2 separate regions of the Pan troglodytes genome follow, and region 1 is linked to region 2. Evidence: chromatin contacts called from public capture Hi-C data. All regions are on one chromosome and are shown on one strand. Each heading gives the region's core, a stretch centred on a gene start, on an enhancer-like site or on the middle of the called end of the contact. The rest is flanking DNA. Distances are from core to core; before and after follow the strand shown. Region 1 overlaps NFASC (neurofascin). Region 2 overlaps TMCC2 (transmembrane and coiled-coil domain family 2).

What was found. Capture Hi-C pulls out chosen DNA fragments and counts their contacts.
Region 1: a capture Hi-C map of stem cell-derived neural stem cells shows a contact between it and region 2, with 5 times the contacts expected there. The contact joins two enhancer-like sites. A contact is called at or near these places in 3 of 7 Hi-C or Micro-C datasets (blood, induced pluripotent stem cells and stem cell-derived neural progenitor cells) and 1 of 1 other capture datasets (stem cell-derived neural stem cells).

The regions. Positions count from the first base shown.
Region 1 is chr1:44,097,479-44,100,891 of NHGRI_mPanTro3-v2.0_pri, reverse strand. NFASC (neurofascin) reads left to right here. Exons shown (of 32, transcript XM_009441224.5): 25 at 887-1,060. Among named protein-coding and RNA genes, the nearest start is that of CNTN2, 54 kb to the right of the region's middle. Within about 2 kb of position 1,656, at least 11 of the 24 cell types and tissues checked have an H3K27ac peak or open chromatin away from gene starts, as enhancers often do. A contact at or near this core is called in stem cell-derived neural stem cells, where this site is marked.
Region 2 is chr1:43,829,196-43,832,962 of NHGRI_mPanTro3-v2.0_pri, reverse strand. All of the region lies in intron 2 of TMCC2 (transmembrane and coiled-coil domain family 2), which reads left to right. Among named protein-coding and RNA genes, the nearest start is that of TMCC2, 23 kb to the left of the region's middle. Within about 2 kb of position 1,837, at least 4 of the 24 cell types and tissues checked have an H3K27ac peak or open chromatin away from gene starts, as enhancers often do. A contact at or near this core is called in stem cell-derived neural stem cells, where this site is marked.

The sequences.
Region 1 (3,413 bases), core at 407-2,906, 270 kb before region 2:
CTTCTAGTCTCACTGATGAGACAAAGGGACCTCCAGTCTAATGAAGGAGACAGCCATGCCTTTAGGGATCTTTTGTAGTCTCCAACACGTACAGAGTCTAGGAGAGAGAGTTCCTCAAGCTCTGGAGCTTCCACCTGATGGGGTAGATAGTATACTCACAGGAGTCCACAGACAGTCAGGACACCCCTTGACAAGATGTCATTTATGATAAGGCAGCTGCATGTAGAGCTGCCCGGTGACTGTGGGGTGACCCGAATCAGGAGCCTGGGTTGGAAAGACCCCACCTCAAGAGCTCAGCATCACCATGCAGGGACAGGAGTGCCATTACATTTGAAACACTTTAGGCCTTCAAAAGTAGGTAACATACCTCGTTAGGAAACTCAAAGAGCCAAATGTTGTGTTGTTAGCAATTTTAATAGCCAACTCTGTGCTTGTATGCTGTTCTGAATTGATCTCTGGACCAGACCCTTTCACCCTTTGAGGTCCATTGAATAGGCATTTTACAAAGGAGGCATTAAGAATCAAAAGGCCTAGTGGCGTTGTCCTAGTTCTGTTTGAAAGGAAGAAAGAAAGTGAAGAGTTTTGTCCTTGTTGAAAGGGCTTAAGAATATAAACAGAATCTTTCTGAATCAGCCACATAACTCTGCAGTGAGCTAGAGACAACAGGATCAGTGAAGAAGGATTAACCCTGGGTGTAATCAAAGAGCCCGGAGGGAGTTCTTGCCGAGTGTTCTGCCTTTGAACCAAGCCTTTAAGATCACCAGGCAGGTGCCATCATTTCCCTTTCCAGCAAAGTCAGGAAAGTGTTCTTCCTCCAGCTTGCAGATTATATAACCCATCAATAAATGTTGCTAAAGTTTAATTCCACTTACCTCTCTCTCCCCAGTTAACGGGACCAAAGTAGGAAAGCAGATAGTGGAAAACTTCTCTCCCAATCAGACCAAGTTCACGGTGCAAAGAACGGACCCCGTGTCACGCTACCGCTTTACCCTCAGCGCCAGGACGCAGGTGGGCTCTGGGGAAGCCGTCACAGAGGAGTCACCAGCACCCCCGAATGAAGGTAGGTGCATGGCAGCAGCCCCTGGGGTAAAAGGTCCCAGCTAATTCCGAGGCCTAGAGAAACACTGAGATCTGTAGCTGGCTGCCTGGGATGGAGAGGAAATGAGACTTGCAAGTCCTCAAGCCCTCGGAAGGTGAGAACCCATCTTATGTGTGAGAGGTAGGTGCTGGCATTGTATCTGGAGCTCAGCTCTCCTTGGACCACTGTGGTCACACCTGGGTCCCCACTTGCCCTGACTTGCTCAGTCACTTGACATCTATCATCTTTCCTTCTTGTAGAGGAATAAGGAAGAGAGCATGAGTTGAGAAATGAGAGAAATCATAATGAACTCCAAAGAACAGTGGGTGTTCACCTCTTGAGGGAGGCAGGAATATGATTGTGAGTGCTCCCATGAGGGCTCTGGGGACAACCTTCTTTCTTCGAAGGCACATGGGTTCAAGGAAGTAGGGGAAACTGTCATGATGACGCTGCTTACTGGCATCATGAGTAGAGCAGAGCATGTGGTCCTTCCTTGCAGCCTGAATTGGATGCATTGTCAGGCTGCAGAGAGGAGGAGGAGTTAGGAAACAGCCATTTGCCAAGCCAGCTTCACAAAGAGCAAATGAGTTCATCTCCTGGGTCCAGGCGTCATCTGGCAGCATTTCAGCCCCACCAGAGCTGCACCTGCCTGAGGACTCCACTAGAGGGGGCTCCAGGCTCACCCGCACACGCACTGGCATCAGGGGAATGTGCAGTCTGGGACCTCTCGAGGAGGCAAGGCTGCAAAAGCCTCAATACTGGCACACCCCCTGGGAAAGGCTGGGGACCCCCGTGTGTCTCCAGAGATACAATGGTCTATTCAACAGCCATTTCTTGAGTACCCACAATGTGAGGTGCCAGACACTGCCACACACAAGGGATATACAAAGGTAACAAGAAGCTCACACCATCTAGAGGGGGAGTCATCTATAAGAATATCTAATTGCATGTCTAAATGAGGGGGCGCAGTGGCTGGGCAGAGAAGGGGATTCAGTCTTCACGGGAAGACTCCAGAGAAGAGGTGATGTGAGTGGGCACTCTGCAAGCTGACAAGTCATCGTGTCTGGTGCTTTCCACAGAAGGGTCAGGTCCCGCGGCCTGGCCCAGGCCCAGACGGGGTCTTCTGAATACCACCCCTACCCGCATTCCAGGAGAGCATCAGTGCTGCCTTCTCTGGGGCTACCGGGCCCGCTGCGTCACCCCGGGATCCCAGGCAGCTTCACAAGCTGCCCACATCCTTCCCCAGCCCACCACTCTAGCCAGCAGACCAGCGCTGAGGCAGGAGAAGAGGGGCCAGGCAGAAGCAGAGAAAGGCTGACAGCCCGCTCTGCATCCCTCTCTGGTCTCAGAAACCAGGAGTGAGTCACACAACCAGCTCTCCCTCCTGCTGTGCTCTTCTGCACTCTCCCAAGCCCCTGGGCACTCGGGAAGTTTATTAGGGCAGGGGGACTTCGGTTAGTGGCTGATGTGTGTCTGTCACCAAAGGCCAGGCCAGGCCAGGCCATGATGCACTTTCTTGATTACTCAATTCTGCAAGTAGATAGATAAAGACAGCCCCTTCTTCCCTCCCTATGTGCACCCCAATACAGAACATCAGATAACAAAGCCCTATTGTCCAGCCCCAGTAACCACCACAGAGAATGTTCTGCAGCCCCAGGGGACAAAAGGACAAATAGAGGCTTTTTTCTTAACTTAGGGCTTTGCAGAAAATTCAAGAATTTCACTTAGGGCTCTCAGTCCAAAAAAAAAAGAAAAAGAAAGAAAGAAAAAAGAAAGGGCTCTCAGTCCAAACTTGGGTTTCTAACTTCATAAAGTCCAACTGGAGGGGAAGAATTGGAGTGACGGAATACCAGGAGAGGGGCTCCAGGCTCCATCCTTCAAAGTTCCCGCCTTCCAAGGTTGCGATGGTGTGGAGCGGGTGCAGCTGAACATGCTCCCTCTCTCCTATCCATCCCACTATTCAGCATCTTCCCCCAAAGACAGGAACCATCCTTTTGACTGGAGTTGGTGTCCTCCCACACCACCTACTCCTTATCCCCTCAATTCCTGGCATCATGGAGCGTCACCCAGCCTGCTCAAAGGTCATGCCAACCTAGCCAGAGCAGGACATGCTATTGAGGACAGAGCTGGGAACATAATGCTCTGAGTGGACTGTCCCTGCAGCCACCTTTTAGATGTCCAGTCCTTGAATCGAGGTAGAAACAGTGTGTTAGAAAGGTCTCCAAGGCCCAGGTGGAAAGGTTTCTGTAGGAACATGCCTGACTCAGGTGGAGTTGACCGTGAACCCTGAGTGCCAGTTGGCATCCTCAGGCCAGCAGCCAGCACCTGGCCACGC
Region 2 (3,767 bases), core at 588-3,087:
TTCTGGACAGCTTCAGGAGACTCTGTGGAGGTGCTGGGGACAGGAGGACTCTTATGACAGGCCCCACTTTGAGAGCAGGCAGGAAGGAAGAGAGGGCCAAGATCTCCCCAGTCGTGCTGCAGGTGAAGTGAGGAGGGTGGAGAGATGACAACGTCCTGACTGGATGCTTCCCTGTGGCCTCATGGTGTTATCTCCAGGCTCCAGACAGGGAAACCAGTAGAGTTCAGCCCATCACCTAAGCGAGAGCAGACTCTGAATGCCCTGTGCTCTCCGTCCACTCCCACACCAGATTTATCCAACAAGATTTCTTCTCTGCCCCAGCATAAATAAGCACCCCTGTTTACTCTGAAGGATGGTGAGTGAGGGGCCCCCCCAACCCCTGGCTCTTGCCAAGAAGACAGATCTTGGCAGCTGCCCAGGGGCCTTGGTTTGTTTATGTCTGGCAGTCTGCTGGTTCAGAGGTGGGTGGGGCGGGCTCTGCTGAGAGAGGTTTCCAAACATGACCGCTCAGCCAGCCGGCCGTGGGGGCCCCTGGTATAACTGAACTTGTAGGCCAGGTTGCATGGGAGGCTGAAGGGGCCCAGACGGGCCACTCTGCCTGTTCACACGAATGCATCCACCTTCTGAGCACACCACCACGCAGGTACATGCGCCAGCCTCTGCCGGCCTGCCCTTCCTCACGCCCAGGAGTGGTGGAGGGCAACTGCCTCCTCTGTTCCCCTCCTCCATCCCATCTCATCTCTTCTGCCCTTCTTTCTTCCTCTCTGCATGGAAAGGTCCCTTGGGCAGAGGGAGAGCCAGAGGCAGCCAGACCAGCAGCCTCAGAGGAGCCTTTCAAGGCCGTGCCTGTGCTGCCAGTGGCTCGCCAGGCCAGGGCAGGGCAGCTGTGTGATTTGCCATGAATTGCTGCTCCCTGTCTCAGTGACTCACAGCCCCTATTACCCAGAGGCCTTGGGGTCCCAGCACAGCTGTATATCCTCTTGTGCCTGGAGATCCGGGAAGTTTCTTCCTTTAGTCTGATTTGAATTCCTCATGTTCAGGTGAAGCCCTTGCCTTGTAGGGGTCCTGTCTGATTAGGAGAGGGGCCCAAAGTGAGGACTCTGTTTCTGACCTAAAGCTCTGACACCAGAGATCATAAGCTGCAGTGTCCTCTTGACTTTTCAGACAGAATCAGCCAGCAGGTAACTGGCCTCCAGAATTAGCCTTTATGCATCTTTTCCCCACTAACACCCACTGACTTTCTTTCTAGATTGAAAATATCGGCCGGGCACGGTGGCTCGTGCCTGTAATCCCAGCACTTTGGGAGGCCGAGGTGGGCGTATCACCTGAGGTCAGGCGTCCGAGACCACCCTGGCCAACATGAGGAAACCCCGTCTCTACTAAAAATACAAAAACTAGCCGGGCGTGGTGGTGGGCGTCTGTAATCCCAGCTACTTGGGAGGCTGAGACAGGAGAATCGCTTGAACCTGGGAGGTGAAGATTGCAGTGAGCTGAGATCGCGCCATTACACTCCAGACTGGGCAACAAGAGGGAAACTCCGTCTCAGAAAAAGAAAAAAAAGAAAATATCCAGTATTCTCCAGATTAACTCTGGCATCTGGGAGTACAGAAATCACCAGGATAGAGGGGGCAAAATTAGATAACTTCCAAGTTACCTAGCCAAGATGTGAGGTCATGCCTTGTTGACGCCTTTGTCCGTAAGCTCAGGCAAAACTTGGTGGGAAACAAGCTGTCTGTCTGCAGACACAGGTGGGAGAGGCCAGCCAGGTATCTGCCTGGGCTCTCCAAGCCTGCCCAAGGGGAAGGTGCGCTCAGGGTTCAGGTGTCAGACCCCTATGCCAGAGCTGGTAGCAGTCAGCAAGAGGAGCTGTCTGTCATCGGGTTCCAGACGGCAAGGAGCCGGCACTGATGATGTGGGCTGGGTCATGGGAGTTGGCTCAGGTCTCCCTGGCTACCCAGCACATTCTTCCCTGGATCTGCCACATCCCTGAGATGAGAAACGTGACCCCAGTCCCCTCTGGGGTGCCAGATGAGGCAATGGAAATACAGTATCATTAACCTGATCCCTGCTTCTGCCTCTTCTTTTCATAGGCGTATTTTGGGCTTTCTCTGTATACCCCACAGAGCAGAGGGCTCTGAAATAGAAGTAAAACTGAATGACTGAATGTACACACCCCATTGCATTCCTTCTAGGCTCCTAGGGAATCAGAAGCTCCCCTGAGCTGCAGCAGGGAGTTGGGGGAAGTGAGTGTCATTTCTGGGGACAGCCTTTTCCTACCTCCCTTCTCTGTCCAGGGACAGGCTCTTGGACCCCTAGCCCATTTCCCAAATCTTCCAGAGGCCAACCTAGAGGCCTCCTGCCCGCTTCTGCTTTTGTCCTCTTTGATCCCCCTCCAGGTCTGATTCTGGGAGTTCTCACTCTTCCTTTCCATTTCCTCTTCCTTACAGTTCTCCAGATACCCCACCACTGGGACCCTAGAGCTGAGCTAGTGTCCATAGCTAGTGAATAATTCAGCAGGCTCAGCAAGAGCTAAATCAGACCCGAGGTGATACTGTGACCAGGAGGCCTCCTTTGGGCAGCTGGAAAGGCGAATCCTGCCCTGGAAAGACAAGTGCTCTGTAACATTAACTTCATTGTATAAGGTTTCTTCATTGCCTGAGAAGGTAGCTTCAGATCCAAATATAATCTGGGCCCTGTGCCTGTCCACTGACTTCTCAGGGGCTCAATGGCTTATGGGCATGCCCCCCAAGAGGTGCCACTCATGTCCTTTTGAAAGCCTTCCTGGCATCAACAGTCAGCTGAACAGCATGCTACAGTTTGCAGAATGCGTTCACACACATTTCTCGTTTAGTCACATCAGCTCATGGTATGCTCTGAGCCCTTGAGTCAGCAGGAGCACACCAGAATTTGGTGTTTCAATCCTCTGCTTTTAGAAAGGAATTATTCCAAATTATTCCTGGCAAATAGGGTGGGGTAGAGGGTGCTCTGCTTCCTAAAAGTTGCCCAAAAAGGAGATGTGGCTTCCTCTCCGGGTCACTTTCTCTTGGGCCTATTCCCAGTAAAACCTCCTCCAGGGAGAGTGACTATAAAGGCATGAAATCATCCGTCTTTCCTACCTGCCTGCTACAGATTTTGATTTGCCACAAAAGTGACCTATGTAAGTGGTTCTGTTCACTGCCCAACATCTGGGCTCATGTCTGTGCCCAAGAAGGACTACCTAAACAGGAGTGTCTATGGCATTAGACGGGCAGAGGACCAGCAGGAGAGATGGCATGCTCCGTCCCTGGAAGCAGCTGAAAGGTGCCCTGGTGTGTGCATGTGGGTGCTGCCCTGCAGCTTCCTCCACTCTGGCCTGATCTGTCTGCTTTCCCAGCTCACACAGCTGTGCCTATCCACGTATTCCTAGGAAGCATGCCCACCTGGGTTGCTGCCGTTCACGCTGAAGAATATTATCCTTCCTCTCGCATTTCCCTGGGGGTTAGCAGAGCTCTTTGGTCACATGTGTTTCTAAGAAGATGCACCTTCTGGCTGGATCTGAAAGTGAATACTTGGGGAGGGAACCTCTGAAAGATGACCATTTTCCAAACCTCCATTTCCAAGCAGGCTTGGTGAGCATAAAAGAAACCGCCAGCCTTTCAAAGAGGAATCCTCACTGGGAGATTTTCACAGCACATTTGGGGCCTGAAATTTTTTTAAGGCCTCACCTTGTATTCTAAGCTACTAAATTTAGCTGCTTTTCAGCGTGGTTCTTTGCTCCTAAAGCCTAT